Linked DNA regions of Mus musculus: region 1 is linked to region 2. The links are chromatin contacts, called in public ChIA-PET maps. All regions are on one chromosome and are shown on one strand. Each heading gives the region's core, a stretch centred on a gene start, on an enhancer-like site or on the middle of the called end of the contact. The rest is flanking DNA. Distances are from core to core; before and after follow the strand shown.

The links. ChIA-PET counts read pairs in DNA pulled down with a chosen protein or histone mark.
Region 1: an RNA polymerase II ChIA-PET map of effector CD8 T cells shows a contact between it and region 2, with 61 read pairs. The contact joins two enhancer-like sites. A contact is called at or near these places in 5 of 39 promoter capture datasets (3T3-L1-derived adipocytes, the HPC-7 cell line, cranial neural crest and 2 more), 1 of 15 datasets of contacts at CTCF or cohesin (the NIH/3T3 cell line), 12 of 484 Hi-C or Micro-C datasets (LSK cells, Th1 cells, bone marrow-derived macrophages and 8 more) and 6 of 115 datasets of contacts at active chromatin or transcription factors (CD8 T cells, the HPC-7 cell line, bone marrow-derived macrophages and 3 more).

The regions. Positions count from the first base shown.
Region 1 is chr17:44,715,443-44,720,621 of GRCm38.p6, forward strand. Runx2 (runt related transcription factor 2) reads right to left here. Exons shown (of 7, transcript NM_001145920.2): 3 at 1,750-1,854. Among named protein-coding and RNA genes, the nearest start is that of Runx2, 19 kb to the right of the region's middle. Within about 2 kb of position 2,834, at least 85 of the 459 cell types and tissues checked have an H3K27ac peak or open chromatin away from gene starts, as enhancers often do. A contact at or near this core is called in Th1 cells and effector CD8 T cells, where this site is marked.
Region 2 is chr17:44,607,360-44,612,933 of GRCm38.p6, forward strand. It overlaps Runx2 (runt related transcription factor 2), which reads right to left. Exons shown (of 7, transcript NM_001145920.2): 6 at 2,669-2,734; 7 at 1-1,024. The coding sequence ends at 546. Among named protein-coding and RNA genes, the nearest start is that of Runx2os3, 48 kb to the left of the region's middle. Within about 2 kb of position 1,747, at least 17 of the 459 cell types and tissues checked have an H3K27ac peak or open chromatin away from gene starts, as enhancers often do. A contact at or near this core is called in Th1 cells and effector CD8 T cells, where this site is marked.

The sequences.
Region 1 (5,179 bases), core at 1,584-4,083, 110 kb after region 2:
CTCCCAACCACCAATTTAGAAGCACCCCTCTCTACAGTAAACACACGTACACTTAGACAGGTGCACACAATAATGGCTTTTCTGTGCACTGAAGAAAGCAGCCGGGATCTTTCAAGGGCAAATATTAGTGGTGATGAATAAATATTAAAAGGCCATTGTGCCACTTTATGCATTAGGGGGATGGGACTGCCTCTTAAGTAACCCATGGACTTGTCAGGTCAATGGTTGGAAGATGTCTGGCCTCAGAAGGAAATCAACCCAGATTTATAGCAATCCAGAAAAGACTAGCAGAGCTCAAACCAGCCAAGCACCCAGATGTGCTCTCTTCACCTGTGCTGCGTAACCTCTGGTCCTCGAGACTTAGGATTTGAGAACACACACATACACACACACACACACACACACACACACACACACACACAGAGAGAGAGAGAGAGAGAGAGAACGCGCGCGTGCAAAATACCTAATAGGACATTCCCAAAATGAACAGACAGGGCCAGCACTGACCCCACGTTAGGAATTTGGAAGAAAGCCTTATACATGAAAGGAAGAAAAAAACAAGCCTCAAAGATTTCTTTGGGGCAGAAAACCTCCCTTGCTCAGGCAAGCCTTTGTGACAAAGACAGGGGCATAAGAGATGGAGGTGGGGGTGGGGGCTACTGTAAGATTGATCCCATTGCTAAAAGATGCACAGTACAGGAAGAGGCGAAGCCCTCTAGGCCTCCTCCCTTACTTCTGGGGATGGAAAGAATCCGTCCTCACTGTCTAGGTGGAAGATCAAGTTAGAACAAACACTTCCATTGCTGCCTGCCCCCATCAAAAGCCAAATTTAACCTCCTAATTGCAATGCCTGGGACTTCCAATGTATTCAGCCTGCAAAGGCAGCCCATTCTATGCTATTTACATTATATTATGTGCTACAGAACTCGTCTCACCTCGACTTGGAATAACCTTTGCTCTGTAGATGTATTTTAGTGCCAGGCTTGCTCAAGTCACTGTGGGCGGCAGTGGAAGTCAGTCAGGTCTGACCCAGATTCAGGAAGAGAATAAATCCTGGCCTAGACAGAGACACTACCTGCAGCTGAGCACCAGATAAAGCTTTGCAAGACATAGACAAAGAAACCAAGGTGGACATGAACCTAGCTTGTATCTATCTCTCTGTTAAAGAAACTATCCAAAACAGTTACTAGAAAATGGCCAGACAACCGTGTTTGTAATGATGAAGCAAGTTATCATTTGCAAATAAATTCTTTGTAATTAAGTCCTGTGCTCTTTATAAAGGGAACTGAGTGGGCGAGCTTAAAAAAAAAAAAAAAAACAAAACAAAAAAAAAAAAAAACACCGCATTCTTGGGCCATGGGAAACACACACAAATGCTTTTTTACTAAGCTCAAGATTTTAAAGTTTATAGTTTGCTTCCTCAGCCTCGTGGGTCTCTTTGGCCCCTCCCACTGCACAGAAGGGATGAGCGGAGTGCCTTAGCTAAAAAGTTATCATGACTGAATAGCTATCCACTTGTTCCCCAAAGTTATAAAGCAGTTCTATGGGAAAGACTAAGCTATAATTTTATTTTCTATTAACTGTAAAGTTCTATGAACTGCCCTTCCCTGAAATGTATTCAAAAATAAAGTACGATAAAGTTTGCAGAGGCCATGTGTAGTGACAGTGACACTAACACCTTCAGAGTGAATTCTTCACAGGGTCCCCACAAACTCTATTAGCATTTTCAATAGAAAGGTAGGCACTTACTTCTTGGTTCCCGGGGACCGTCCACTGTCACTTTAATAGCTCTGTGGTAAGTGGCCACTTGGGGAGGATTTGTGAAGACTGTTATGGTCAAGGTGAAACTCTTGCCTGCAGATTTAAGAGAGGAAACGGTGACTATAAATGGGTAGCAGTGATGACCTTACAATAATACAGACATCCAAATCTCACCATGGCATCTCTGAGGCAGCAACCAATCAGGAATTGGTCCCCTAAACCAGAAACCCTCTGACAGCCACTCAAGAACACCTGTAAATTTGATCAGCATCTCTCCTGCGGTTCTCTGCACGCAGCCTCTACCCTCTACCCCCACCCCCACCTCTACCCCCACCCCCACCTCTACCCCCACTCCCAAACAATCTCTTTGGTAACAGAACCAAAACTCTGGGGCTGCTTCAAGAGGCATCTCTGATTTTTTTTTTCCATTTTTCTCCAACGTTCTCCAACGTCAGGAGCACATCCCAGCGTGAGGGCAGACAATTTTAGAAGTGTTTATTTAGGATAAGGTCATGACCCCTTGAGAGAACAATGGTAAATTATTACTGGTGGCGTTACTTACATCACAGGGCCTTAGCACTGAGCTGCTCAGATAAACTTCCATAAGATGAAAGCGGGAAGCTCCTATGGCAATCATTTCTAGGGGAGCCCGTGTCTCCAGGCCTTCATGCGCCTGGGGGAGATGATTTCATCTCCAAGCAGTCTTTCCCCTCCCTTACCACACATCTCATCAATAAATCTGGAAGGATCTCCCTAGGGTGACTTAGTTTCTGCTAAGCAAGCATGACACCTCTCGACGCAAACATGTTTTACTTTTAAAAGAGAGTTTCTGCAAGGCTGCATTCCCTCTGATGCTTCAAATTAATGAGCTTTAAACGTGATGAGGAATGGGAGGGGGCAGGGAAGAGAGTGTGGTAAGGGATCTGAGCGTCTGCTTTCTCCAGGAGATGCCGGCCTCTGTTCTACAGATGCACTGACAGTTGTAATCAGTTAGATTTGCAATGGTTAGTCATGTCAGATAGTTAGAACTGCAAACTGTTACAAGACAGGAAAAGGTGGGCGAGAAGCGGTGACTCAATAAAACAGCAGCGAGCTGAGCCCCAGTACTCAAGGGCTGCCCCTGTAGCAGATAAAAGCCTCCCTTTGTTTTGCTTTGTTTTTTGGTCAGATTTTTTTTTCCCCATTCTACTGAAAGCTGGGAGTATTAAATCAAAACACAAATCTTAGACAATATGTAGCAATGTGAAGTTTAATGCAATCTTTTCATAGCTTAATATGGAACAGGTTCTACGCCAGGCTTAATGGGGAACAGGTCTTTGGCTGTCAAGTCTACTGAATGGCTTTTCTTTTCAAACCAGACCATGTAAGTTGCTAAAATCTGGTTAAGAAACACATCATTTGTTACTGTGTGTGGATAGTCTTAAGACCCCTTGACTGCCATCCGTGGCTACAGGGGTTAAGAGGCAGAGGGCATGCAGGAATGTGGGAAGGGCCAACAATAAGACAGATGAATGTTGATCAGAAACTCAGTCAGCTCCAGACTGGTCGACCACATTATCTCATTTAATCTTCCCCAGTTAGAGTCATCGCCCCAGCTCACGAAGGAGGAAGCCTTAGCCCCAGAGAAACTTAGTCATTTACCCAAGGTCACACAGTTAATAAATGGGAAACATCAGAAACCAAACTCAAATCTTTCTGACCTTAAATATTCGAGGGTAGAGATGTAACTCGGAGATAGCTAGCCTATGCAAGGCCCTGGATTTAATTCTCCCACATAGAAAAGAAGGAAGAAAGGGAAAGAAAAGGCATGGAGGAAGAGGAGAGAGGGAGGGGAGGAAGGAAAAATGGAGGGAGGAAGGAAGGGAGGGAAGGAAAAAGGGAAGAGGGAAGAAGGGATAGGGGGATGACAGAGGAAAGGGGGAGGGGAGGGGGGAAGACAGAGGAAAGGGGGAGGGGAGGGGGATGGGGGAAGACAGAGGAAAGGGGGAGGGGAGGGGGATGGGGGATGACAGAGGAAAGGGAGAGGGGAGGGGGGGAAGACAGAGGAAAGGGGGAGGGGAGGGGGATGGGGGAAGACAGAGGAAAGGGGGAGGGGAGGGGGAGGGGGGATGACAGAGGAAAGGGGGAGGGGAGGAATGAGGATGAAGGGGAAATAAAATGAGGGTTTTTTTTTCTCATTTTGCTGCAGAATATGGAAAGGGAATTAGGAACTGTGAGTCCCCATTAGCTCCCTGTGCCCAGAAATAATAAATCTCTAAATGGATGAATGTGTCAGATGAATTTATCTATCTATAAGCATCATTGAGGCAGCATATTGTAGTTATTACATACAAGATAGTACATGGGTTTAAGTCATTTGACTCCGTACAGAAGATCTGTTGTGAACATTCACACTGGCCAGAAGAATAAGACAGCCAGGAGTCTAAACCAGTCCCAAAGACCTCAAAGTCAACCAAAACTCAGATCAAAAAGTTGAGGGGGAGGCCCAGATTAAGAACTAAAATCATGGCCGAGTCTCTGGATTCAAAGTTAATTTGAATTAAAACATTTTAAAAACATTCTTCTGGGTGAGATCAGTAGTCCACAAACTCAGGATTCCGTTTCTAACAGTATCTCCAAAGAGCATGATTGGAAGACAGCATCCTTGGTGCTGATGTTAATACATCAAGGATGTGTATGCTTTTCTTCAGCATCTCTGAAGGCTCTGCTAGTGATAATGTCAGTGGATATATCATGACTGGTTTGGGAGATGTTTCCATTTTAAATCTTTACAACCTGCTTGGTTTAATAAGCTGCCTATGCTCCTCCCAAAGTCAGAGAAACAAACACACTGCCTATAGAAACAAACCCAGATACAAAATCCACCCTTCAAGACCAGAGCAACAAAATACTCAAAGATAAACCAGTCTTCCTTTTTGAAATCCTTTTAGGGCCAGAGAATTGGCTCAGTGGTTAAGAGCACTTGTTGTTGCAAAGGACTCAGGTTTGATTCCCAGTACCCACATGGAGGCTCACCACTTCCTTAGGCACCAGGCACATATGTGGTACACAGATATGCATGCAAAGCAAAGCACTCATACACATAAAATAAAATAAACCTAAATAAATATAAATGAATGAATAAATAAAGCTGAAATTAAAACAAACAAACAAACAAACAAAGCCTGCTTTAAGAAGAAGTAAGGTTGGGGAAGAAACTCCTCTTTCAGACTGGATTCCTAAAGCTCAAACTGTGCTTTAACAATAAAACAAAGTCAAAAGGGGACTCTTTGCACTTCCGATTAGTCCCAGCCCCTAAAGTGTGGAAGAAACTTGCAGAAACTCTGTCCAGACTCACTAATTAGCTCGTCTTACATTAATGCTGCATTTCCGGAGTCAAAAGTTTATGTGGGTATTCATGATTTCCTTAACTTAAAAC
Region 2 (5,574 bases), core at 497-2,996:
TTAGAATAGGAAAAAAAAAAAGTGAACTCAAAAGTTCAAATGAGTACCTGCAGCAAGTCTGAAGGAAAACTTTGGAACAGGTGGACGGCAGAGTGGACGGCAGCGGACAGAAGCAGCCACTCTGCCTCTTGTCCCTTTCTGAGTGCACCACATCTGACTCTGTAAGCGGGTCTGCAGAGTGTACCGGCTGCCACACAGCAGAGGCTGTGGTTTCAAAGCACAGAGAGGAAGTGTCTCTCCTTCCTCCCAGACCCAGAGTCCACCTCTCTGAACCGGCGTGGGAACAGGTCACTTATGAAAACAGACCAGACAACACCTTTGACGGTTTGTTCCTTGGTAAAGGGGACATCTTAAATAGTAAACAATATGAAACCCAGTTATGACTGCCCCCACCCTCTTAGGGTTGCAAGATCATGACTAGGGATTGAATGAGAAATCTTCTAGTTAGCTAATCAATATACATATATAGGCACTCTCTTTATATATGTATATATTAACACATGCGGGATGTGGCCCCCATGCCACTGGGCCATGGTTGACGAATTTCAATATGGCCGCCAAACAGACTCATCCATTCTGCCGCTAGAATTCAAAACAGTTGGGGAACTGCTGTGGCTTCCGTCAGCGTCAACACCATCATTCTGGTTAGGCAAATTTGGATTTAATAGCGTGCTGCCATTCGAGGTGGTGGTGCATGGTGGGACCATCCTGGAAGGAGACCGGTCTCCCCCGGGTACCATTGGGAACTGATAGGATGCTGACGAAGTACCATAGTAGAGATATGGAGTGCTGCTGGTCTGGAAGGGTCCACTCTGGCTTTGGGAAGAGCCGGGGTAGGGTGGTGGCAGGTACGTGTGGTAGTGAGTGGTGGCGGACATGCCGAGGGACATGCCTGACGTGACTGGCGGGGTGTAGGTAAAGGTGGCTGGGTAGTGCATTCGTGGGTTGGAGAAGCGGCTCTCAGTGAGGGATGAAATGCTTGGGAACTGCCTGGGGTCTGAAAAAGGGCCCAGTTCTGAAGCACCTAAAAATTACAACAGAAGATGGGGAGGGAAACATCTGTAAATATCAATTAAAATGATAGAAACGTTACAAAATTAAAAAAAAAATTAAAAGGAAGATGAGGAAAACTTAGCTTTCTCCCAAGGCACAGCAAGTCACACACAGATTTCAAATGCACTGCTCAACTCAGGGTCTTTACTTGTTTACCTTACAGTCTCTATACTATTTATCCTTGAGGTCTCCACACCGGGAGAGTCACAAAGGGCTTTTACAGGCACCCTGTGGAAGCCACCTCAACTCTAGGCACAGGATCACTTGCCAGACTTTAAGGCTGGATCTTCATTGGTTCCCCACCACCACCACCACCACCTCCCTTTTTGTTTCTTATTACAGTCTAGGTATCTGAAGTGAAACTTTTACTAAATCAAACCAACTGGTTTTTCCTAACTCAGTGTAAAAATTAAATCCAAAGTAATAGGATTTATTAGTGTTCCCCTCTTGGTGGGGCTTCTTTGTTAGGAAAAATTGCATCAAGCAGATTCCCTTTACATAGTCTTTCTATTTCTTTTAACCTTTAAGAGAATTTAAAATCTTATTATAATCCTCATCTTAGTCACAGTGAAATTAAAGCAGATTTCAGTAATCTAACACTATCTCGCTTTTCTGGGGGTGTCGGGGAGAGTCTAGCCCTCAGAAATTCTCCCTTGAGTCATAAACTAGATAAGAAGGTATGGCGAGGGAAGGTGGAGGACGGGTTGGGGGGATGTGGTGGAGGGTGGAGGACCTTGACAGTCAGAGCCTTGATGAGTGACATAGGACCTGATTTAGGCCAGATACCCATAGCAACTTTGTTTAAGGGCTGATGCCTAGGGGAGACTGAGCTGGGAGATGCTCCCTGCTGGGTCCCTGTCCCTGCAGTGTGAGCTCTGGAGCCTTCAAAGATTAGAGGCAGAGATGGCTGCTCCACTAGCACTTCCACAAGCTATCAGCGGCTCCTTGGGAGCTACTTCTGCTGTCTAACTCCCGAAAGAGTGGCTAGAGACTTTGCCCGTAGAAACTAGTTTTCTGAAATGGATAAAACTCATAAGCTGTGATCTTGGGGTTCGCTATAATTTTCTAGAGTCGGCAGAATTACAACAAGCCCTTTTGGTACATCACTATTTCCGTGCTAAGTTTGTGGTGTCTTCTAAAGTCCCCCTCGCTGATTGGCTTGGAGTCTTCCGTCTGCCTTTGCTACAGGTTTTAGCTGTAAGAGAAAATGCTGGGCAAATCTTGAAGACCATAATTGTCCCTCGGCCTGATTTGTACTCAACACAGCTCGCTATGTGTCTTCAAAGGGTCTGTCAGAGGGTGGTAGTGTTTGTTAAAATGCACATTGCTTGTGATCTTCACCGTACGCTGGGATTTCAGTGTGTGAAATGCATTTGTCATACACAGTGACTGCTTAAAAGCAATGTAAGAGTTAATAAAACCTTCTGTCTCACAAACCAGAAGACAGTAGCCATAAGACAGTCCAGCCCAGCCCAGCCCAGCCCAGCCCTGCCCAGCCCTGCCCTGCCCAGCCCAGCCCAGCCCTGCCCAGCCCTGCCCAGCCCAGCCCAGCCCTGCCCCGCCCAGCCCAGCCCAGCCCAGCCCAGCCCAGCCCAGCAATTGTGAAAAGTCTCACCTGCCTGGCTCTTCTTACTGAGAGAGGAAGGCCAGAGGCAGAAGTCAGAGGTGGCAGTGTCATCATCTGGAAAATGAGGGGACGAACTCTAAGTTCCCTTCCAGCTCTAGGACTGGCATCTGGTCTACATCATTAATTCCAAGGCAGGAGGAGAAACAAGGGCCTTGGGGGTGGTGGGGGTGGGGGGGTCCCATCCCTCACTAGTGCCTTCCCAGGATCCCCAGGCCCATTTGCAGAAGGTGGACAGCAAATGAGCCGCCTCCAACACCAGAAGCAAACACTTTCAAGATGACAGACTAAAACGCATGCAGCCAGGCACTCTGTAGTCTGCTTCTTATAAACCCCCTTTCCTTCCTTGACTGGCCTCTCCCTCACCCGTCCCATCCCCCTAAATGAAATTCTGACAAGCTCAAGTTTTAGAAGGTGGAAATAATAATGAGACAGTGGCAGACTCAGACATAGGAGCAGATGAGAGTACCCACCTCCCTTCCCTGTGTTTATAGGCTGCCTCAAACAAGACCCCAAGCAGAGGCCACAGGTGGTCCTCAGCAGCCCTCTTGCCCCACAGCATCTAGGTGACCTAATAGATATAGGCAGGCCCCTTCCATGTGCATTAAGTTCAATACCCAGGGCGTGTGAAGAAAGCCAGAATAGCCGGGGTAATTTAAAACGGAAAGAAGTCACACTTGGAACATCAACATTCACCCTTCCAGGAAGCACAGACTTCACACACAGATAGACACGTTGCTTTTTTTTTTTTTAAGGCTTCTAACGTGTATTTATTTTCCCTTAAAACTATGTTTTAAGAATAATTAACATTCCATATGGTTTCACTTATTTTGATGCAGAAATCTCATTAAAAGTCTTTATGAGAGGACCCTGCTAGTAAACTCTGATATGGCTTTGTACTTCTTACCACACACCTCTGTTTTAGCTGCTACATTTTGCTGATGTTTTGATTACTCAGCGGAATATGCCAAGATCGTTATAGCTTTGGGGTTGAGAAACGTTACCTAACACAAACTGATGGTCATTTTTCAGTGAAAGAGCTCTGGTTGGGTTCGTTTATCTCAATGGAAACAAGGGGATACGTGTCACTTCCAGTCATTTGAGACTGTGATGTGTTGAGGATCAACTTCTTAAATGACTGAACTAAAGTAGATCTGAAAGGGATTATAAGAGACTTTTGTAATCGATGGACATCCGCATTTTCTGGAATTTGCTCAGTCATTTTAGGCTAACGAGCATTATTTCTGAAGTAGACTGCAGTGTATTTAGGCACAAAGAAATAATGAGAGATTGTCATGTGTGGTGGGCAGGTGGGGGGTGGATCCTAATAGAAACCTGTTTGTTTATAATCATTGTTTCAGAAGAGCGAAATGCAGCTACGTTTTCTCTCCCTGAACGGGTCTTCATGTGAACCTGTAATCGGGCTGTAAAAAAGCTGCAGTGTGTCAGACCTCCTCCTGTTTGGATGTTATTGACAATGACACTATTCCTTTCTGTTACAGCCACAACACTTTAAAAAAAAAAAAAAAAAAAAAGAACCGATACTGAATTGTCTATGGAAAATGTCAATCCGACTTGTTAAAAAAAAATACCCATAAGATAAAACCCCAGGAGAGTTCTAGAGGTGCTTGTATGCCATCTACTTTGTATATGCAAATGCACCTCTATCTACTTTGTATATGCAAAAGTACCTCCATCTAATTTGTATATGCAAATATGCCTCTGTCTAATTTGTATATGCAAATCCACCCCAACCTCACCCACACCCATACCCAGCTCCAAAGACAAGCCTGTAATCTCAGGGCAACCCAAAGCCATCCTAAAGCTCCTAGCTACTGAATAAGTCAAGCCAAGGCCATTCTCTTTGCTGTTGCCCATGGATGATCTTGTCCCCGTACAAGGTACGTTAAACTGTGCTGAAAAAATGGAAGCTGCCAGGAAATAGAGGGTTCAACCATCCACGTGAGATCTTCTGGTTCTAATGCTTTTAAAATTAACCTGTTATGGGAGGACATGACCTGTAATCCCAGGACCAAGGGGATTAAGATAGGACTATGGCATCTTCAAGACCAACCTCTAAGACATGGTGAGCTCCAGGCTAGTTGGGGCTTCTGGGCTAAGATCCCTATCTCAAAACAAAATCAAAGTTTCAAAATGGCATCTGGCTGTGCCTGGGGGCTGGCGGGAGTTAGTGAAACCCCAAGAGGATGCTAGTTTGACTCAACATGGAGACAAGAGTGACGCTGTACAGTAAATTTGAAAAACCATGACAGGGAGAGGACTGTGACACTTTGGTGAATTTTTGGATAAATTAAAAATGACTACCACAAAACTGTGTACTTATCACGCTTTCTGCTATGTCCCCTGATTTCCCATGGACCTCCCTCTGCTGGTCAGGCACTGATGGGAGATTCTAATGGACTGTCATCTAATCTACATTTGACAACTAGGGAGGCTGAAGCCCAGAGGAGAGCCATGCACACAGTGAAGGAGGTAGAGCCAGTATGCAGCCACCCTTTGGTTTCTAGGAGAGGACAGGCAGTCTGCATTATCCTTTACCCTCAGAATATGATTGAACTCACCACATCCTCCTCCCATTCTTCTCACTAGATCTGTCTAAATGGAAAGGACTTACGTAGACTCTTTTGGTATCTCAGTGTCACCCCAGTGATAATTACTAGTTTGGGGGAACCCTCTTAACCTCCACTTTGGCGACACTGTCGATCTAATCTGATAAAACAGTTAGCAACCAGTTTCAGTTGCTCAGGGTACAAGAAGGATGGGGGTCGGGGTCAAGGGGTCAAGGTCAAGAGCTCCGTTCTCCTGGCTTCCTACAGATGTGCTTCATTCCAAAGCTGCAGTCTCCAGTCCCAGCCACAGCTGGACAGCTTGCAAAC